2 separate regions of the Sus scrofa genome follow, and region 2 is linked to region 1. Evidence: chromatin contacts called from public Hi-C data. All regions are on one chromosome and are shown on one strand. The core of a region is the stretch at or near the end of the contact, and the rest is flanking DNA. Distances in the headings are between cores, read along the strand shown. Region 1 holds the start of SOD1 (superoxide dismutase 1). Region 2 holds the start of SCAF4 (splicing factor, arginine/serine-rich 15).

Region 1 (5,709 bases), core at 2,070-4,569:
AGGAATGAACCTCGGTGCTCCTTGAATCCCGAACCACACAAGCCCGGGCATCCACCTAGGCTTTGTCTACATATTGCAAAAGAGGAGGGGCTCACTGATCCCAGGGTCACTCTTCGAACCCTTGGGCAACTTTGCTGGCAAGTGAACTGAAATCTGATTCCAACTTCTTAGAACCCAAAGGAACTTTGGCCTTGGGCAAAGGCCCTTTGGCCCGGATTTGCACATTTATGTAACCGCCAGCACATGTCAGTTATCTGGAAAATGCTAGGAAGTACAAGCAAAATCACAAATATGTGTACTTTCTAGAGGACAATAAAAAATGGAGATTGTTTATTTCTGACAGAATGTCTTTGAGTCCAAGGGTATCTTTTTTTTTTCTTTTTCTTTTTGTCTTTTCTAGGGCCATACCCACGGCGTATGAGGTTCCCAGGCTAGGGGTCTAATCAGAGCTGTAGCCACCGGCCTACGCCACAGCCACAGCAACACCAGATCCGAGCCGCATCTGCAACCCACACCACAGCTCACAGCAATGCTGGATCCTTAACCCACTGATCAAGGCCAGGGATCGAACCTGCAACCTCACGGTTCCTAGTTAGATTCGTTAACCACTGAGCCACAACGGGAACTCCTCCAAGGGTATCATTAAATAAGTAATGCACAGCCAAGAAGTGGCTGAAGCAGGTTCTGCCTTTTTTCACTCTGGCCTTGAATTAGGACCTAGGGTTTTACCACCCTCACAACTAAATCCTCCTTACCCAGCATTGGAGAGAAACGTGGACTACCTTGGAGCTGGAGGGGGATGGAGAGGATTTTTAACTCCACAAAACAAATGGAACAGGAGTCCCCAGAAGTCAGGGCTCTTCTCCCTTAGGTGTGTCCCTTCCTGGCCCCTGTCTTGGTCTCACAAATCCAGGTTTCTTTTTTACTTTTTTATGGCCTCATATGGAAGTTCCTGGGATAGGGATTGAATCTGGGTTGCAGTGGCAAGGCCGGATCCTTTAACCCACTGCACCAGGTAGGGGAACCTTTGTCCCCGCTGGGACCTAAGCCACTGCAGTCAGATTCTTTTTTTTTTTTTTTTTTTTTTTTGGTCTTTTTAGGGCTGTACCAGCAGCATATGGAAGTTCTTGGGGTCCAATGGGACCTACAGCTGCCAGACTACGCCACAGCCACAGCCACACCTGATCCAAGTAGCACTTGGGACCTACGCCACAGTCTGTGGCAACACCGGATTCTTAACCCACTGAACAAGGCCAGGGATTGAACCCGCAGCGTCATGGATACTAGTCAGGTTCTTAACATGCTGAGCCACAATGGGAACTCCCCACAGTTGGATTCTCAACCCACTGCACCAACAGTGGGAACTCCTTCACATTTTTTTTCAGGATGCTTTCCTTCTTCTTTTTTTTTTTTTTTTGTCTTTTGTCTTTTCAGGGCTGCTCCTGCGGCATATGGAGGTTCCCAGGCTAGGGGTCTAATTGGAGCTGTAGCTGCCAGCCTACACCACAGCCACAGCAACGCGGGATCCGAGCCGTGTCTGTGACCTACACCACAGATCACGGCAACGCTGGATCCTTAACCCACTGAGCAAGGCCAGGGACCGAACCTGCAACCTCATAGTTACTAGTGGGATTTGTTTCTGCGGCGACACAACAGGAACTCCCATCTCTTTTGAGTCAGGATCCAGCTCTTGCTCTCAATTTGCATACTTCACTGGGCATGAAAGACTCTTGAGTCAGAGTTTCTCAAGGTGCCATTATCAGTGGTACCAGGGACCAAGATAGGACTGTAAATTCCAGGTTCCCACCCCAAACCCACTGAGTTAGAAACACGACCTGCGGTTTAACGAGGCTTCGGGTGAGTCTAAAGCATGCTTCCAGGTTAAGTTAACCTCACTTCAGCTCAACTCATCTTTACTACTCAGGCATCCCTGGAGGGAGAAGATTCTTCTCCCCTTAATGGCTCCTCCCCAACCCTCGGGGTTTATCAAACAATTTCCCCAACAAACGTACTCACGTGGGGGCGGGGGGGGGGGTGAGATCCCCATTTTAAGCCAAACTGTTGCAGACAAATGCACGTTCACTGTAAATGTAAGTTTACACTGTAACGTTTTTGAGAACATTAGCAAAAGTCTAATTTGCACTCTCCAAAGGTACCCACCCACAGTCTCTGGTACATTTTTCTAGAGATTTCTGAGCACCCAGATAACTATGTTTATATATATATATATATTTTTTTTTCTTTGTCTTTTTGCCTTTTCTTGAGCCGCTCCCGCGGCATATGGAGGTTCCCAGGCTAGGGGTCAATCGGTAGCCACCAGCCTACGCCTGAGCCACAGCAACGCGGGATCCGAGCCGCGTCTGCAACCTACACCACAGCTCACGGCAACGCCGGATCCTTAACCCACTGAGCAGGGCCAGGGACTGAACCCGCAACCTCATGGTTCCTAGTCGGATTCGTTAACCACTGCGCCACGACGGGAACTCCAATGTTTATATTTTTAAATAAAAAGGCACAAAGGCAGTTTGTATGCTCATTTCTTATTTTTGAAATCTCTTCTTGAAGGACAAGCAATCCTCTGGACTATGAGGAACCATCAATTATTCACCTACTCTAACCTCCTTGACGGCTGTGCCAGCAGAGACAGGCCACAGAGGTGCGTAGAAGATCAGTCAGGTGACATTTTGGTATTTTTAGATTTGTGGCCTTGCCAAACAGGAAATGCTCGCAAAGAATACACGAATCTGATAACCAAAGAAGTAACTTCACAGGTCATGGACTAAGAAAACTGCAGGGAAGAAAAGCTGAGGCCAGGGATTGGGATGTTTCGACTTTACACACTCTCAGAAATGACAAACACTAGACACATAAAAAACGAAAACTATCAAAAGCACCCAGCTCCATTGTGCCAACTTCTAAATAACAAATGCGACAACGTCACGACCAAAGTCAGAACGAACTACGTTTCCAGACAAAGGGACCTCAGGTCTTCAAGGCGTGCCGTGTATACCTCATTTTTCCAACTTCGTGTGCTGCAATCCACGGATTGCCCGTTTTTGAGGAGAAATGTTGTTTTTTTCCACAGCGCCAGCTTTCTGGGCGTTTTACAGCCGCGGGGCGGTGGGAGCCGGCGGCGTGGAGAGGAAGGCTGCACACGCGGCCCCTTGGCCCCGCCCCCGGCCATTCCCGGCCGCTCGCGTCCCGAGGTTCCCCGTGGGGAGCGGGTTGAGCGCGCGAGCGGCGATTGGTTCCGGGCAAGGGTGGGCGGGGCGAGACGGTCCGGCCTATAAAGGTTCCACGGCGCCGCCGGCTCGGTTTGCGTCGGCGTGTACTGCGGCCTCTCCCGCTGCTTCTGGTACCCTCCCAGCCCGGACCGGAGCGCGCCCCCGCGAGTCATGGCGACGAAGGCCGTGTGTGTGCTGAAGGGCGACGGCCCGGTGCAGGGCACCATCTACTTCGAGCTGAAGGCAAGGGCAGGCGCGGGGAGAGCGGCGGCGAGGCCGTGCCGCCGCACCTGTGCCCTGCAGCGGGCGGCGGGCGAGCTGGGCCTCGGGCGGCCCTCGCCACGCCCCCGGCGCGCGGGTCGGCGGGTCCCCACCGCCTCTCTGCCCCGCGACGGTGCTGCGCCCCCGGGCCGCTACCCGCGCGCGTCCGCGGAATGCTGAGTCATTGGGCCAGCCCGGCGGTGGCGGTGCGTGGTGAGGCCTGGGCGGGTCGCCCGGTGGGTGCCAACAACCGCGGGCCCCGGGGGAAGAGGAGAAAGTGAGGGAGGAAGGCCGGCTGCCCCGGGGCCTCCTCGGCATCCGCAGGCCTGGCCCGAGCCCTCACGTGCTGGAGGAGGCCGTGGCCATTGCTGGCGGGGTCATTTTCTGGGGCCTGAGGCTCTGCGGACTCCTGAGTTGCGCAGTATGAGGCCCGACCCGCCCTTGAGATCCGGGGGTGGCGGGTGCGGCCGGGCAGTCCGGGTATTCGAGCATCCGTTATCCCTTTGGGGCTTCCTTTCAGCTTGAGCTCTCTGGTTCAGGGGTCTGCGGACTACGGCCCGCGGACCTGTTCTTTCATGGGGCGGTGTTTGTACAGCCCTTGAGCTGAGTGGTTTTTATGTTTATTTTCTTAGGAGTTTGTATTTTTATATGTTCATGTTCAAAGGGCATGAAAACAAGAGTATGCGACAGAGACCCTTACAGAAAAGTTTGCTGACTTATTCTAGGTCATGGTCAGGTTCTGAGGGCAAAGAAGATGGCCCTGCAAAGCTCCAGAAGCCAGAGATCTAACAGGTTTTCCAGAGGGACGGTTTTTAACCCTGGGTGCACAGTAGACTCATTAAGGGAGCTTTTTGTATTTATTTATTGGTCTTTTGTCTTTCTAAGGCCGCGGTATATGGAGGTTCCCAGGCTAGGGGTGCAATCAGAGCTATAGCTGCCGGCCTTTGCCACAGCCACAGGAACACCAGATCCGAGCCGAGTCTGCGACCTATACCACAGCAGCTCACAGCAACACCGGATCCTTAACCCACTGAGCAAGGCCGGGGATGGAACCCGCAACCTCATGGTTCCTAGTCAGATACGCTTCTGCTGCACCACAAGAGGAACTCCTTGTATTTTAATTAAAAATTTTTTTAAATTTAAATTTAAATTTTATTTTGCTGCAGCCGGGGCATGCAGAAGTTCCTGAGCCAGGCCTCAAATCTGTGCCACAGCAGCAACCCTAGTCACAGCAGTGACAAGGCAGGATCCTTAACCTGCCAGGCCACCAGAGAATGCTTCAGGGTTTTTTTTTTTTTTTTTTTTAAATACAGATACCAGGGCCCACTTCTGGATCATTTGAATGAGAACCTGATGGGTGTTGAGGGTTGCTGTTTTATTTGTTCATTTTTGGCCTCTCTGCCAGCATGTGGAGTTCCCAGACCAGGGATCAGATCCCAACTGCTGTTGCAACCTATGCTGCAGCAACGCTGGATCCTTTAACCCCTTCTGTGGCAGGATGGTACCCGTGACTAGGTGCTGCTTCGGATCCCTTTGTGCCACAGCAGGAGCTCCAAGGATTGCTGTTTTTAAAGTTTCCAAAATGGTTCTTAGTGCGTGGGGATTGTGAATTCCATTTGGTAAGGGTAATGGATGGGATTTGGGAGTCCAGTTTAAGTTAAGAGAGCTGGAGTATTTCCATTGTGGGAAATTACCACTTCCCTTTCTTGGAGCATTCATTTAAACACATTCTCTGTTCAGTGACTTTGAAGTGTCTCTACAGTAGGCCTATTGCTGAGATGGTAGAGGATAAATCTCTAAACAAAACTGTACAGAAATACTGATAATATTGCAAAACACAATGAGGAGGGTCCCCCACTCCCAAATCTTAGTTTACCAGTGGGTGGAAAACTCTGTTGGCTTGTTAATCATGAGGGACTATTTAAAATAGGAATTAGATTTAGTCTTTAAAGTGGTTTATGGGGAGTTCTCGTTGGCTCAGCAGTAATGAACCTGACAGGGATCCATGAAGATGTGGGTCGATCCCTGGCTTCGTTCAGTGGGTTAAGGATCTGGTGCTGCCATGAGCTGTGGTGTAGGTTGCAGAGCGGCTGGGATATTGCATTGCTGTGGCTGTGGTGTAGGCCGGCAGCTGTAGCTCCAATTCAACCCCTAGCCTGGGAATGTTCATATGCCACAGGTACGGTCCTAAAAGGCCAAAAAAAAAAAGGATGGTTTATGGAAA
Region 2 (5,709 bases), core at 1,462-3,961, 70 kb after region 1:
AAGTTTGGCAGAAGAGAGTCAGAATTGGTAACATACATCTAACATAATGCAATGTGAAGTTGATAAAGACTACGGATGGCAATGCAAATTATTTAAAGAGGAAAATAATCAATAGTAAGAAAATTCTCACTTTGGGAGTTCCCGTTGTGGCGCAGTGGTTAACGAATCCGACTAGGAACCATGAGGTTGCGGGTTTGGTCCCTGGCCTTGCTCAGTGGGTTAAAGATCCGGCGTTGCCGTGAGCTGTGGTGTAGGTTGCAGACGCGGCTCGGATCCTGCGTTGCTGTGGCTCTGGCATAGGCCGGGAGCTACAGCTCCGATTCGACCTCTAGCCTGGGAACCTCCATATGCCGCAGGAGCGGCCCACAGAAATAGAAAAAAGACCAAAAAAAAAAAAAAAGAAAAAAAAGAAAATTCTCACTTTGTACATGTTAAAAGATTAAAACATCATTTTCCTTTTTCAGGGCATCAGTATCATACCTAGTTTTGTTTTTTCAAAGTAAAAATTACTACTGATCACATTCTCCCAGAATTAACATAAAACACTTAAAGAATGTAGTTAATGTCAACTTCCATAATGCCTAAATCAGAATTAAATACTTCTTATTTTAAGAATACAGTAAAAATCCGGTATTTAATCCTTTCCATTAAAAAAGTTGCCATTAAAATATTCATAAAGTCTTTATCTTGAGAAAGAAATATACTTCTCTTCTAAAAATTCTACCGTTTGTATAAATTCTCATTCATTCAACAAGTATTTGCCAAGCCTCTGCCATGCTGGGGGTGGGGGCGCAAAGAACAGAAACTCCCTGCCCTCATGGAGCTAACATTCCAGTGTATTCTGCCTTTAGGAAACAAAGTCAACTTCCAACCCTGAAGTCTCTGGAGCATGAAATTATCTAGACATCAAAAATCAGGAAATTTTATTTCGTCATTTTGAAAATAATCACTACTGAACTTGCAAGATTCTGTCCAACTTCTGCAGTTAAGACATTTTATGTACCCTTAAGTGCAAGACAAATCATTTCTAGGATAACTAATAAGGCAATAAACGGCCCTAACTGCAGTGTTACTGGAGGGTACGGTATTATGGCACTACAAATTCAAAGCTATTGCACCCTAATTCTACTACAAGTGTAACTACAAAAATCTCACTGTGAATGCAGCAAGTTTTTCACGCCGGACCAAGAAACCTAGCACTACCACATTTTGAATTTTTCAATGTTGGGTTTATCTTTAGTATTTGGAAAAGAAAGATAATCCAACTCAACACATGACAATTGTTTCCACTCTGTAACTACATTTTAAATCATCAGTGGTCAAGACCCCTCTCCGCAAATCGCTCCTAAAAGAGAGAAAGTGTGGACTCTATATTCAAAAACAGCACCTGGAAAGATTTGAGATAAAACCACAGAGCTTCAGGGCGGCGGGCAGCTTTGTTCCCGGTTTTGGGAGGTTTTCACATGTAAATGTTCTCAAAGAAGGGAGCCGAGGATTAAGGGTGTGAGGGTGGGGGACTGGAGGCCAAAGCCGGCTTTCTAGCGGACTAACGCCGAGCAAATACTTGTCTCTCCCATTCAACTTTTTGGGTGTCACGTTGGGGCCCCAGAGCCCATAAGATGGTTGGGTTAGCGACTCGGTATGGTGCCGCCTCCTAGTTTATTAACCCCACTTCCCAAGTGCAGGAATCCCGGGGGAGGGGGATGAACACCCTCTCCAACTCCTCCCCGACCTGAGATCAGAGTCCAGCCGCCGTCGCGCCGCGGCCTGAGCAACAGGAGAGCCGAGGCCGCCGGTCCGCCAGCCCCGCGACCGGCAGATGCTCCCGCTCCCCCGCCCCCCACGCCCGCCCGCGCTTCTTTCTTAGCCCCTTGCGGGCTCCCGGCACAGGGAAGCCAATAACGGGGCTGGGAGCAGAAAGCGAGAGCGCCGGGACCTGAAAAGGGGCGAAGTTAGAGACACCAGCGCCGACGCGGGCCGGAGGAGGCCGGAAGGGGGCGAGAGGGGCAGCCCGAGGTCGCCGCCCGGGGGTGAGCGGTGGGGGAGGGGTGTGGGGTCGGCTCCCGCGGCCGCCGCGACCTCCCCGGGGCCACAGGCCGCTCCGCGCAGGCCCCGCCGCCCCGGAACCGGGGCAGGAAGCGTCCCCACCCCGACCTAAGCTTTAAACCTCCGGCGGCGGGAGAAGCGACGCCCCGACTCCGGCGGCAGGCCCGGCACCCCAGTGTCCCGAGAACCCCTCACCTCCTGGTTGAAGGCGTTGACGGCGTCCATGTTCGCGCTGCGGCGGCGGCTGCTCCGGGCCCGCCGGTCACATAGACCTCGCGCCGCGGCGGAGCGGGGCAGGGGAACCGGCTGGGCCTGAGGGGCCGGAGGAGGCGATGAACGGCGGGGTCGGAGGCCGGGTAGGAAGAGGCTGCGGCCGAGGCGGCGGGGCGGACGGCCGAGGCAGAGGCGGAGGGGTGGCGGGCCCCCTCTCAGTCCCGTTCCGAGGATGAGGCAAAAGAGGCGGCGGCGGCGGCGGCGCTGGGCTCCAACATGTCCGTTTGGTGGTGGCGGCTGCGCTCTGCGTCTCGCTGACACGGCCCCCCGCGCCCTCACGCACTAGCCCACACTGGCCCGACCGGCAAGCGGGCGGGCCTCTCTCTCCCTCTCGCCAGCGGGATGGCGGCAGCGGCCCGAGTCCACGCCGCGCGGGGCACCCTGGGACAGCTCGGGCCTCCCAGCGCTTCCTGTGCCCGGCCCCCGCCCCTCCCCGCCCCGCCCCTCCCGCGCTGGCCCCGCCCCCGCCCGCCCGGCGCGCGCGCGCGCGCCACCCGCTTAGCCGGTGGCTCGTGACGCCGGTACGCCGAGCTCTTTCCCGCCCGCTGCGGCCGCGGGCCCGGGAGACTGCCTGGCCAGAGGCTGGGTTCCCCGCGAGAGGCGCCGAAGAGCGCGGGATCCCAGCGCTGGAGGTTGGCTCGGGCAGTGCCCGCGCACGCGCTCGTCCCTACCCTACGCGGCGCTCGTAGGGTCGTTTTTGTGTGCCATTCTACCCAGGCAGGCCCTACACCCGGCCGGGGCTGGCGGGGCTGGCGGGTTCAGTGCTGCTTGATCTTCGTAGCCTGGAACAAAGGGCTCGGGATTTGACTTCAGCCCGTCGGGCGTGCACTTTGCAAGCCCCCGTGCAACCTCTACCGATGCAGCCCCGTGTCAGCCCTAATTGTGTGGGTTAATTCTGAGTAAGCTCCAAGAAGGACGTGCAGGCATTGGAGATCCACGCAGGCCTAAAGGAACCCCTGTGCAGTCAGTCATGTGCTGCCGGAGGAGTGGATTCGCTAAACCGTGATATATCGATTCCCCAAAACGCGTTGTTTCCTTTTTGGTGGAAACCCGGCCCTGATTCACTTCTCTTGAATACCTCCTGTCTGCGGGGTACTGTGCTGGGTTCTGGGAATACGGAAATTAAAAGATCCAGCTCAGTTTAGTTGGGGAGGACAGGCGAATGAGCCGATAATAACTAAAGCGTGGTAAACATTAGGGTAGAGACCCTGGGAAACAAGAAAGATACTCACCTGACTGGAAGTCCAGGAAGACTTCTCAGAGGAGGTAGCACCCGAGCTATGTCTCGAAGAAGTAGCAAGAGTGGTTGGAGAAGATAACCCTGGCCTCGGAAGCTGGATGAGTACTGTGTATTTCCCAGGGAAGACCAGCTGGAGCTTAGGGAGTGAGGAGAAGGACTGAAACCAGGTCCGGAAGAGTCTCTGTGCCCTTCCAGGGAGTTTGGATTTTGTCCCCAAGGCTGTGGGGAGCCTTTGCAAAATTGTAAGTGGAGAGTGGTGTCATGCAACGGGTAGAATTTCTAGCGTGGGGTCCAGGAAGGATTAGCTCTAGCCCAGGGGATGCTGAGAGCTTAAGGCAATGAAGTGGAGGTGAGATAAAGTCAGATACTTAAGGAATGGCGTGGACAGGCTAGGACAGAGCAACGGTGAGGTTGAGGAGGAGGGCGGTGTCACGGAGGATGGTTTAGACTCTGGCTTGGTGAGGGCGTGGGTGGTGGATTTAGGGAGGATTGGGTTTGATTGAAGGCAGAATAGTGGTGAACTCTTATAGACTGTTTACCACATGCTGGAGTCTATCTGGCATGTTACTCTGTGTTATTTACTCTTAACAGGCTTCCGTTTGACGCTGCCATCAGTAATGCCTCTGTTTTCTAGTTGAGGAAGCAAGGCCCTATTCAGTTAATTAACATGCCCAAGGCAAGATGATGCCCTTCTGGGGCTTGTGGAGTTGGAGCTGCCCCTTGAGCAAATCAGTGAAGATGTCAAGGAGGCAGTTGGATAAACACATGTGGAGTCAGGAGAGATGGCTGAGAGGAGGTGGAGATTTGGGAGTTACTGGTGCACAGCTGGTGGAAGGAGCTGAAACAGGAGGGAAATAAGACTGCGACTCAGGTTCACGAGGGGCAAGAAATTGGCGTGAGCAGAGGCCGAGACAGTGTGGCAGAAGCCCGTCAGCTTCTTCCGGAGCTGAAGGTAGAAGTCAGCAAGGTAAAGATTGGGAAGTATTGGAGTTCCCGTTCTGGTGCAGCGGAAATGAATCCAACTAGGAACCATGAGGTTTTGGGTTCAATCCCTGGCCTCCCTCTGGGTTAAGGATCCAGCTTTGCCGTGAGCTGTGGTCTAGGTCACAGATGCGGCTCGGATCTGGCGTGGCCGTGTCTGTGGCCAGCAGCTGTAGCTCCAGCTCCAATTAGATCCCTAGCCTGGGAACCTCCACATGTCACAGATGTGGCCCTGAAAAGCAAAAAAAAAAAAAAAAAAAAGAAAGATTGGGAAGTACTGACAGCTACTGCTGCCTCAGTAGGAGCAGCATTGGCTGAAGTGCAGAGGGCAGAGGTCAAACTGATGTGCACTCAAGGAAGAAAGGCAGCAGGAGATATTTTACAGACTTGACTGTGAAGGCAGGTTTGTGAGGGCCCCAGGGGAAAGATGCAGGATAAAGCAAGGGTATGCTTGTTTCATTTAGAAGTGAGAAATGGGGAGTTCCCGTTGTGGCACAGTGGAAACAAATCCAACTAGAAACCATGAGATTTTGGGTTCAATCCCCTCAGTGCGTTAAGGATCTGGCGCTGCCATGGGATTGAACCTGCATCCTCATGGACACTATGTCAAGTTCTTAACCCCACTGAGCCACATCAGGCACTCTGAGAAGTGCACTCTTAAATATTTGTTGAAGGAACAAACAAAATAGATCCCAAATATTCTTTTGGGGCCCATCAATCATCTGTTTCATTTCACTACCTTTTTTATCTCAGCTGAACTACCATCATGCTTTTTTTTTTTTTAGCTGTGCCTGCATGCAAAAGTTCCCAGGTCAGGGGTCAAACCAGAACCTCCATGACCCTGCTAGAGTATGTGTTACCTTGCACCGCTATTATCTGGAAAAAAAAAAAAGTCATTGTGCCCTTGCCTTTCCTCTCCCTTTGTCTGTGGACAGTGGCAGAACTTAAAAATGGAGGTTGGGGGAGTTCCCGTCGTGGCGCAGTGGTTAACGAATCCGACTAGGAACCATGAGGTTGCGGGTTCGGTCCCTGCCCTTGCTCAGTGGGTTAACGATCCGGCGTTGCCGTGAGCTGTGGTGTAGGTTGCAGACGCGGCTCGGATCCGGCGTTGCTGTGGCTCTGGTGTAGGCCGGTGGCTACAGCTCCGATTCAACCCCTAGCCTGGGAAC

What was found. A called contact is a pair of places that touch in the nucleus more often than the background predicts.
Region 2: a Hi-C map of liver shows a contact between it and region 1, with 9 times the contacts expected there. The contact joins the promoter of SCAF4 here to the promoter of SOD1 in region 1. A contact is called at or near these places in 1 of 5 promoter capture datasets (liver), 6 of 47 Hi-C or Micro-C datasets (fetal heart ventricle, heart right ventricle, liver and 2 more) and 2 of 2 datasets of contacts at active chromatin or transcription factors (alveolar macrophages and skeletal muscle).

What each region holds. Positions count from the first base shown.
Region 1 is chr13:195,323,254-195,328,962 of Sscrofa11.1, forward strand. SOD1 (superoxide dismutase 1) reads left to right here and starts at 3,320. Exons shown (of 7, transcript NM_001190422.1): 1 at 3,320-3,467. The coding sequence starts at 3,396.
Region 2 is chr13:195,393,523-195,399,231 of Sscrofa11.1, forward strand. SCAF4 (splicing factor, arginine/serine-rich 15) reads right to left here and starts at 2,712. Exons shown (of 20, transcript XM_005657142.3): 1 at 2,242-2,712. The coding sequence starts at 2,271.